2 separate regions of the Ovis aries genome follow, and region 1 is linked to region 2. A link is a contact called in public Hi-C data. All regions are on one chromosome and are shown on one strand. Each heading gives the region's core, a stretch centred on a gene start, on an enhancer-like site or on the middle of the called end of the contact. The rest is flanking DNA. Distances are from core to core; before and after follow the strand shown. Region 1 has its middle 260 kb from the start of FAM43A. Region 2 overlaps XXYLT1 (xyloside xylosyltransferase 1).

Region 1 (5,007 bases), core at 1,520-4,019, 150 kb after region 2:
GTTCTTGGGAAACCCCATACAAATGACCACAGCTGGAGAGGATGGCCTTGCAGGCCTACCCAGGGCCCTCAGCTACCCTGTTCCTCCTAGAAGGACCTTGCAGGAAATCCTGTCAGACTGACACCGAGAGGTGGCGGCTGCAAAGCCTCTGAGTTTTGTGAGGTTTCTGTTCAGTCAGACCCCTGACATTATGAGAGGAGACCTGAGCACTGTTTCTGACCTAGAGGGTCACTAGGTGTGTGATTCAGTGATGAGGCTGTTTCCTTCTCTGGGGATGGGAGTGAGGAGGGGTAGCAGTGGACTAAATGGTCTTTAAGGTCCCTGTGACCCAGTCCTACAGGAAGGGGGAAAGTTTCTGGATTAGCATTGTTTTGATCTCAGCAAGCTTTGAAGCCCAACATTCCCAAAAAGAGGGCTTCCCTGGTGGCTCAGTTGGTAAAGAATCTGTCTGCAATGCAGGGGACCCGATTTTGATCCCTGGGTTGGGAAGACCCCCCTAGAGGAGGGCATGGCAACCCACTCCAGTATTCTTCCCTGGAGAATCCCATGGACAGAGGAGCCTGGCAGGCTACAGCCCATGGGGTCGCAAAGAGTTGGACACAACTGAAGAGACTTGGCATGCACGAACAGAAAGAAGGAATACTTATTTAACCATAGAATTACACTACACATATTGTCTACATATTTTTTCCACAAATCTGGGAGGGAGAAAAACAGTATAGTGCAGAATTATGCTCAGGACCTTAGGGTGGAAGTTGGACTGTACTCTTGACTCTTTCGTTGCCTAAATTCCTCTTAGATTTTGCTTCTTCAGCTGGGTCCTGGCTCAGCTATGGTTGACTAAACAACTAGGCACTTCATAAACGGAATCTCCATTAGAACTTTTTGTGCTCTGGTTAGTTTTATTCTCCTGAGCTTCTTTGCTTCTGTCCAGAGGGACAGGCAAGCTGTCTTCTGGTGTCTTCGGGGCTGTTGTGTGGTGGAGATGTTGCACAGGGTTTGCTATACCTGGTGAGGAATCCCACCAGACAAGGTCCTGACTCACCCTGATTCTAGACAACTCACTTCTGAGGAGTTTTTCCTCAGCCATATTAGTCAGGGCTCTTTCAGTAGAACGTGACAGAAACCCAACTCACACTTGCTTTAATACGAAGTGGAATTTTGGACTCAGGAAACTGGGAAAGACAGGGGTAAAATGGACATTAGGTGTCTGGATTGCAGGCTCAATGATGTCAGCTTTCTTTCAACAGTTCAGTTCAGTTCAGTCGCTCCGTCGTGTCCAACTCTTTGCAACCCTGTGAACTGCAGCACGCCAGGCCTCCCTGTCCATCACCAACTCCTGGAGTTCACTCAGACTCATGTCCATCGAGTCCGTGATGCCATCCAGCCATCTCATCCTATGTCGTTCCCTTCTCCTCCTGCCCCCAATCCCTCCTAGCATCAGAGTCTTTTCCAATGAGTCAACTCTTCGCATGAGGTGGCCAAAGTACTGGAGTTTCAACTTCAGCATCATTCCCACCAAAGAAATCGCAGGGCTGATATCCTTCAGTGCCCAATCACTTTTCTCTCTTTGTAATTTGTCTTCTTTTTTATTTTTTCTATTACAAATAGAAATATTTGGCATGGGAGTCGGGGGAGAGGAGTCTGCATGGCTGCAGACAACCCAGCTGAAACCACTCCTGTTAGTGGCCCTAAAAGAAAGAACTTCAGTGTACACAAGTCTCAGGAGAGGCTCTAATTGGCTGGCTTAGGCCACATATCCACCTCTGGGACCTACACCATATCCAGGCCAGGTTAGGGCAGCAGGGTTGTAGCCACTGGCAGTCAAATCCCATGGAACAAGGGGGTGGGGTGGGGTTGGGGGTGGTGGTGGTAGTGGTGGTGGTGGTGGTAGTGGTGGTGGTGGTGGTGGTGGTGGTGGTGGTGGTGTGTGTGTGTCTGTGTGTCTGTGTGTGTGTGTCTGTGTGTGTGTGTAGCATTTTCGTAAATGAGGGGATATTGTTATCAGAGTGAGGTCAGAGGAATATTGTGAGAGATCAAAACAACAGAAACCCACTATCCAGGTTGAGCAATGGTAAAGAATCCCCCTGCCAATGCAGGAGACTGTAAGGGATGCACGTATGATCCCTGAGTCCCGGAGTTTCCCTGGAGGAGGAAATGGGCAATCCACTCCAGTACTGTTGCCTGGAAAATTCCATGGACAGAGGAACCTGATAGGCTACAGTCCATGAGGTCACAAAGAGCCGGGACATGACTGAGCAGGGCACACACACACACACACACACACACACACACATACTGTAACAAGAACAGAAAGAACTTGACAGACAGAACCGTTGGGTATAAAATTAACTAGATAACTGAAAAAGGAGACCCCCCCCCGCCCCCCAAGGACGACAGTGGTGGCAACTTCAGGAATCAGCCACCATTCCCCTGGCTGAAGGAGCAAAGCACAGAGGAGGAGCTCTGCAGAGCTGGAACTCATACTTGGGAGGAAGGAGGGCCGCGTGCCTGGAACCAGACCTTCCCAGTAGGGGCGCCAGCTGGCTGTTAACATTGTCTCTTGGCGGTCAGGGTGGGGTGAAACGGGTTCTGCAGGAGCTGGAAAAGCTGCAAACTGGAGTCAGCTGCTGTTCCAGTTTGGCCTTGGCTGGGGCCGGGGGAAGAATAGCGGTGGGATGGTGTTCACGGAAACAGGAAGCCTGCAGGAAGCAGACGGGGAACAAACAGGAAAGAGTAAGCCGGCTCTCCGCCTCCAGCCCGTAGGGGCCTTCTTGCGCCCCCTATCGCCATAGCTTACACAGCGCTAGCCGGCAAAGCCATGTGAGGGAGGGCATGGAATCCTGGCTCGGGCCCAGAACAGTGACTTGACAACTGACCCCGGTGTCTTACTGCAGGCTTTCTGGGTGGTGTGGCTTCCAGAGTAGCAATCTGTGTCCCTCAGGAGGCTGTGAACTCCTAGAGGTCAGGGGCATGTCTGATGTATCTGTGTCCTTCTCAGGGCCTGGAACCCTGCCTGGGCTGAGCTGGCCCTAGTAAGTGTATGGCAGGAGGCCAGGGTAAGTGGGTCCTGGGGCAACTCTGCAGCCCGCCCTGCTCAGCCTTTAGAGTTCCTGCCTGTCTTCCCCTGGGGTGTGATTCTAGGTTCTTGCTGGAGTCCTGCATGGACCAGGGAGGGAGTGAGTTAAACCCCCACCGTGAGCAGCTTGGGGTAGGCTCTGCCCAGCCTGGTTGATGAGCCCACCTCTCCCACCCACCCCCGCCCCACCAATTTCTCATTCTCACCTACTTTCTGATAAAGTCAGAAGTAGGGTCCCCGCCTCACCATGAGTTAGATATGTGAGTTTGGGCAGGTTATTGGACCATTCTGAGCCCCAGTTTCCCCAGAACTCCCCCTTCAGTCTTTTATTCTCAGCACCAAGAAGCAAGAGGAAAGTCTTGGTCCTCTCCATCCATGTATATCTCCCCTTCCTCCAGTTCCCCTCCCCTATCCCTGTTCTTAAAAGGAGTGATAATTCAGCATCATAGTTAGGCTTTGAGATGCAGTCAGTATCAGCAAGACAGAGATCTGTTTAACTGAGAGAAAAGCAAATATCCAAGACAACTGGGACTTGCTGGGCAGGGGTCCTGGGATCTCTACAGGATGAAGCAGGGCCCCATGGTGAGGAGATGGGAGAAGCTGAGGTGGAAAGGGGGCTCTGCATCAACCCTGAGGAAGCAGGACAGGTGAGAACCATCTCCTGGCTCCCAGTGAATTCCAGATCCGCTGAACATGTGAGCCAGACTTTTCAGGTGAAGACCTGAGCCTCCTAGCCTCCAGCTGCTGTAGGGAAGGACAGCAAGGGGACAGGCCCCATGGGGGTAAAGGACCCTCAAAGACTTGACAGGGCCATGTGGGAAATGGGAATGGGCCAGTGCTCCATACAGAGAAAACACTCCCATAATAAATGGTAGCTTTAGCTCCATTATAGCCCTTATCACGCCTGGCCTCTACTAAGGTTTCTGTGTACAAGTTTATCTCCCTCACTAATCTTGAGTTCTTTCAAGGTAGAGGCTGTGTCTAATTTTTCTCTGGTGGTATTGTGCCCAGAGGATATGGGGGTAGTGGTGTCTGGAGACCACAGTCAAGGCTAGATGAGTGTTAGGAGGGCCTGCCGTGGCAGTGTGGCCTAGGTATGGCTGTGAGCTGAGGAAGGGGCATAAGTGGTGGCAGACTTGACATTTCCCAGAGAGGGACCCTGGCAGGCAGGTGGAGGAGATCATAGTACAGAGCCGTCTTTCTCAGCCAAGGGAGAGATCAGCAATGAACCAGGTGTCCCAAAGGGAGGCTAACTGCTCCTGAGGACTGATGGGGCTTCCGGGATCTGCTTGGCGTCATCCCAGCCAGAGAGCACCTGCTTCCTTAAGAACTGCAGTTTCCTTTGTTGAATGCAGCCCCCAGATGAGGAATGGTTCGGGCTGTGCTTTTCCTCTCTTTTCTTTTTTGGAATGAGCCACTCTTGGGGAAGATTCCAGTGCCTGGCGACTTGAAACACTGGGGCTGGGATGGAGACCGACATTTTCCAGAGCAGTCCCTCAGCACGGTCAGCATGTCTCCCTCCATCTGCTTGGCTGTGTGTCTACCTGCGATGCTTAATGCTGGTGGACAGGTTTGCTGATTGGCCACTCTCTGGAGGGCCCTTCTTTGCAACTGGGCAGTGGGGCTGGTGGGTGGAGAGGCTTCTGAATCCAGGCTGCTGACCTTGTTCCTGCGGTCCAGACACAAAGTAGGGGGTGGACGTGCCTTTCCTTCCCTGCTTAATAATCATCCCTGCTGGGCCCCCTCAACTTGAAAGATGGGGCATAGTACCTGTAATGAGTGATGACTCAGGAGTCAGCCTGCTCGTGTCTGAATCCTGACTTCATGTCACCCGGGGCAAGTCAGTTCTCCTCTTGAAGCCTCAGTTTTCTCATCTGTAAATTAACTATCCCGGAAAGTTATATGAAGCTTAAATTAGATAATTAGGG
Region 2 (5,043 bases), core at 1,324-3,823:
CCTCCTTCATTTTTCAGTGTAGGGAAATGAGACCAGAGGAAAGTGACTGTCAAGGTTACCCAGCTGGTTCGTGCAGAGCCTGGCTGGTACCCGGGCCTCCTGGCTCATAGCCCCGTATCCTTTCCAGCGTGTCACACACCCCGCCCTGAGCACAGTGAGCACAGCGCTCTTCTTGGAGTGCTGCAGGCAGTCCCAGGCCCAGCAGTGCTGGGACACCAGATGCTCTTGTCCTTCTCAGGCGCTGTGACGCCGAGGGTCGCGTGGCTGTCCTAGCTGTCACGCTGGTGGGGCAGGTTTATGTGCCAGGACTCTGCTCCCTCCTTCTCTCAGCTCCCCTGCTAGTTTGTGGTGACTAGTGCTGGCTGTCACCTCTTCAAGGCCCCTCTCCCCTTGGAGGGACTTGCCTTCAGGGGAGTTGAGCCTGGCTGCTCAGGGGAAGTGGGGAGCAGCCCTCAGGAGCCAGCCTTCGCATCCTCTTGTGGGCTCTGCTGGGCCTGGCTGCCGGTGCTCAGCCAGGGGCTACTTCCTGGCTAGACACTGAGCTGGTTTTTCCACCTTCCCCTGGAGCCTGGGGAGAAGGGGCTGGAGCAGGGAGATCAGAGAGCCTCCCTTCCCGATCTGCACAGTGTAGGGGTGGAGTAGAGGATGATAAACAAGGGCCCAGAAGTCTTGAGTTTCTCAGGGACCTCAGGGCTAGAAGTGCCTTTGGAGATGACCGGGTCTTGCCCTCAGTATTTATAGATGAGGAGCCTGGGGCCTGCAGAAGGGGCAGCCTTATTTAAGTTCTCATGGTCAGTTGAAGGCAGAGCTGGGGTGAAGCTTAGGTTTCTACCCCATTTTTCATGGAGTCTCAGCTGCAGGCCTTCAGCCTTTCTAGTTCAAGGTGTCATTTTCTGGCGTATGATCAACATGTCTCAGCCCCAAGCCCCATCGGTTAGAAAATCTAGAGCAGGTTTAGGGACCAGAGAAGATGGAAGAGTGGGTTGGGCTGGGCAGCCAAGGGGCCTTCAAGGGCTATTCAGCAGAGGAGCAAATGCCCAGAGCATCTGTGCCCTGTAGGGTCTTGGGGAGGGTGTGCAGGCTCGTAGAAAGTGAAGGAGCAGAGATGAGATGAACAGGGGGTCCTGGGGGCCTCTCTGTACCTGCTCTGATGCAGGGACCCAGACTTCCTTCACTTCCTCTCTGCACTAGAGGGAGCCCCTTCTTTCCTGTGCTTAGTCACTCATCAGTTAATGATACAGTTACTATTTATTGGTACACATCCTGGACCCAGGCACTGTGCTGAGCATTTATATGCAATTGTTAGGGGAAGCATAGTGATTGAAACCGCCCACCCTGGCCAGGCACCACAGTAACCATTTGCATGAGTTGTTTTACGACAGGAGGTTCTGGTAAGGAACATAACTAATAAGCCTCCACCAACCAGAAGAGTTCGGGAAGGTCAAAAGGGTACACCACATGTCCAACCACCTCCCAGAATCCTTCTCTCCTGGCTGAACAAGGCGTGCACCACCAGGAAGGACTCTGAGTCAGAATGATTGGCTAATGACAACCGGGAAACTAATCCCATCACCATAAAACCCTAGACTGAAAGCCACGTGGCAGAGCGGTTCTCCTGGCTTCCCTTACCCTACTGCTCTCCACCTGGGCACCCTTTCCCAATAAAATCTCTTGCTTTGTCAGCACATGTGTCTCCTCGGACAATTCATTTCCGAGTGTTAGACAAGAACCCAGTTTCGGGCCCTGAAAGGGGTCCCCCTTCCTGCAACAGAATGTTATTGAATCCTCATAGCAGTTCTGTTCAATCCCGTTTTCCAGATGAGAACACTGAGGCGCATCGTCAACATGCTCATTCAAGGTCAGCCTTAGAGCCAGGAAGTAGTGGAGCCATGTTTCCACGCACAGTCTGAGGCTCTTACCAAGCTGTCCTTCTCTGTGGTCCATGAGGGGACATCTGGGCAGCAGAGGGGTGAGAGAGGTATTCGGACGGAGGACACCCCAAGAGGAAAGAACAGCAGCAGCAGCAAAGTGGGAGGGGTGAGGCCCTTTCCTGGACATCTAGGCTCTTCCCTTCTTGGAACAGATCACCCCCTTCCTGGGGCCTTGATGGAGGCCTTAGCAGATAGGGTAGAAACCTAAGCTTCTCATTTTCAGAGAGCAGGAGGAGACCATGTGAGTTTTGACTGGAATCTGATCCTGGAGAAATCAGCAAGGGCCCAAGGCATCCTGCAGGAATCCTGCAGACCCAGTGGGAGCTCCCCTTCCCAGGGGGAGCTCAGGGGCAGGGCTGCACCCCACCGGTCCTGCCTGGGCCCCTCGGCCAGCCTTCTCTCCTTCAGCCAGAAACCCTCAGCCTTGTTGTTTCAACTGCACAGAGCAGGTTACCAGCTATTGTTCTTGGAAGCCTTTCTGTGATCTTAGGACCTTTGAGAAAAGAACAAACAGCTCAAAAAACCCAGGATAGTTAAAAAATGTTTGTGATTTTTGTGCTGCACGGAACAAAAGAGGCATTCAAGAGACTCAGCATTGTTCCAGGGGAGTGGGGATGAAACGGCCCCTTCTCTCTTGGGAGCATCCAGCTGATGGCTGTGGAATGTCCTCGGACCATCTCCTGGTGGCAGGCTCCTCCTCTGTGCAGGGCCAGGGCTAGGGGCCCGTTTGTGCTTGTCATCAGCTTTCATGCTCACTGAGTTTCCATCTAGTCCATTCTTTTCATCTCGTTGAGGAAAGCGGCTCAAAGTTATCACCCAGTCACCATAGTTTCATGTTAGTTACTAGCTCCCCAGTCTCTTACTGGATACTTTCAGCTGCCAGTCACGCTGCAATCTAGTGTACATAGTAATTTCCCCTTATTGGATCCGTATTTCTGTTTTGTTACGTGGAAGCAATTTTTATTTTTATTGAAGGCAGAGCTGAGGTTCTAAGCAGGTAAGTGACCTGCCCGCCCGATATTGCTCAGCTGATAACTAGCAGATCCCTGAGGAACACAGTGCTCTTAAAACCCTACCAAGATTCCTCCTTCAAGGAACGAAATTTTGAAGCCTTACTGCCTCCACCTCTTGGGAAATTCTAAAATGCTGTGGACCCACTGTTATTGTTATCCTTGATAGCTCTTTCTAAGATTGAGGCTCTAAAATACCAGGTCTCCCTAAATTCTGAATTGGTTCATTTATTCCACGGCAGCCCTGTGCCCACAGCCAGCTGATGAGCCTGGCATATCCAGCGCACTTGCCCCCAGCCCTTCAGCAAGCAGCTGTAAGGGAGCCAAGATGCTCATTGCCTTCTCCAGGACACACATCTTAATTGCCTCTCTCGGTTCCTCTGGCCTTGCTCACCCCCGATTTAGTCTGTGCAGCCTTCCCTGTGTAAGTCAAGACCAGACAAGCTTGGAGGGATGAGCTTGGGGATGAGCCCGGAAGCTGGGTTGCAGTGATTTGTGTTGGAACACCAGTGGTGGGCTTCTTTCACATTCTTCAGAGGAAGGGCTTTTGGAATCGCCTTCCTCCCCAACCTGCTCTGTATCTCCTTCAAGTTTTTTCTGCCAGAGATGGTGCAGAGTCATTCCTTTGGACCCCTTGGGCACGTGGGTTTTTTGCCGGTATCCTGTCTGTCAAAATCCTCAGGCTTGACTGGAAGAGTAACAGCTTGAGCTGCCATCAGGAAATTCCTGAGATGTATGCTCAGCACCAGTCTGAAGAGCGGGGGATGTTTAGTCAAGATAAGAGAGAACCCAGGGGGGCATGATCCCTGTCCTCATGTAAGAGAGGAAATGCGCTTGTTCCTTATGGCTCCGGAAGGTGGGGCAGGGCTTAGACCAGAGAGTAGAAACTCGGACAGGCCAACAATCACCATGATGTAAAGAGGAACTCATTAAAAAGCAGAGTTTTCAGAAAAAAAGAATATGTTGTCCGAGGCAGGGTGAATTTTCTCTCTCTGGAAATGGTGTGTTCCTCTGATGAGGAGGGGGGAATGACCCCCCGGGTGGGGAATGAGATAGCCATTTCCCTTTACACCTACTGGCCTCTGATGGCGCCTTCCATGGTGGCCTTTGGGGACAGATGTCTGCAAGGACTGAGCAAATCTAGGACGGAGCTCTGGGAGGCTACCCAAAGGATGAAGAGGATCAGAGAAAGAGCAGGCCACTGGCCTCTCTGCCTACATGGGGCCTGTGCTTCTGGTCTTAGCCTTCATTTCTCTGGGTGGGGAGGATAGTAGTGGTGGCGATAGTAACAAGGGCCTTAAAAAGACAGGCCTTTTCTATAGAAAAGGAAAGCTTAGTTTGTGTGCAGCTGAGCTCTTGTGACTCTTGGCTATTCTAATGGGTTCTCGGGAGAGGGGAGAATATACAACATTTCATTTCCAGATTCACACCTTGCAGGCGGTGGGAGAAGTTTGCTGGAAACAGCAGCGTGCGGAGTGGCAGGTCTGCCCTTCTAGCCGCCTTGTAAGTTGGAAGCGTGGATGGAGGAGAGTGTGAACTGTGACCTTTTCATACTTCATCATTCTTCAGTGCGGGAATGTATGTGTGTGTGTCTGTCTCACACACTCATAGGGAGGACATAGGGAGAGAGGCACTGGTTGTTTTGGGTTTTGTTCCATTTCCCTGTGCGAGTTCCACACTAAATAACTCATTTTAATAACTTGGAATTTTTCCATATTTTATTTATGCTTATAAAAATTATACAGTTAAACCCACACACATGAACACATAGAGTTGTGTACAAGATTTTTTTAAAGAAACTGTTTTACAAAAATGGGACCATAGTCATCGCAGTCACTGTACACTGCTTTTCTCAACAGTACTTCATAGAAAAACCCCCCAAGTCAGCCAGTGTACCTCTTATTTCATCCTTTTTATTCCCTAGAAGGGATGGACTTTATTTTATTCAACCATTCTTTTATTGATCGGTATGCACTTTGTCTCCAGCTTTTTATTTGCAAATAATTATCTCTATAAACATCCATAGGCTGCTTCCATAAACATCCTTGTATATGTGAACTACTGCTTTTATTTCCCCTGGGGAGATTCCCAAGAGTAAAAGT

The links. Hi-C and Micro-C count contacts between places; a contact is called where the count stands out from the background.
Region 1: a Hi-C map of hypothalamus shows a contact between it and region 2, with 2.0 times the contacts expected there. The contact joins two enhancer-like sites. A contact is called at or near these places in 3 of 16 Hi-C or Micro-C datasets (hypothalamus, muscle and tail adipose tissue).

What each region holds. Positions count from the first base shown.
Region 1 is chr1:193,420,767-193,425,773 of ARS-UI_Ramb_v3.0, forward strand. No RefSeq gene overlaps it. Among named protein-coding and RNA genes, the nearest start is that of FAM43A, 260 kb to the right of the region's middle. Within about 2 kb of position 2,770, at least 29 of the 54 cell types and tissues checked have an H3K27ac peak or open chromatin away from gene starts, as enhancers often do. A contact at or near this core is called in hypothalamus, where this site is marked.
Region 2 is chr1:193,273,973-193,279,015 of ARS-UI_Ramb_v3.0, forward strand. The region is part of intron 3 of XXYLT1 (xyloside xylosyltransferase 1); the gene reads left to right. Among named protein-coding and RNA genes, the nearest start is that of XXYLT1, 130 kb to the left of the region's middle. Within about 2 kb of position 2,574, at least 10 of the 54 cell types and tissues checked have an H3K27ac peak or open chromatin away from gene starts, as enhancers often do. A contact at or near this core is called in hypothalamus, where this site is marked.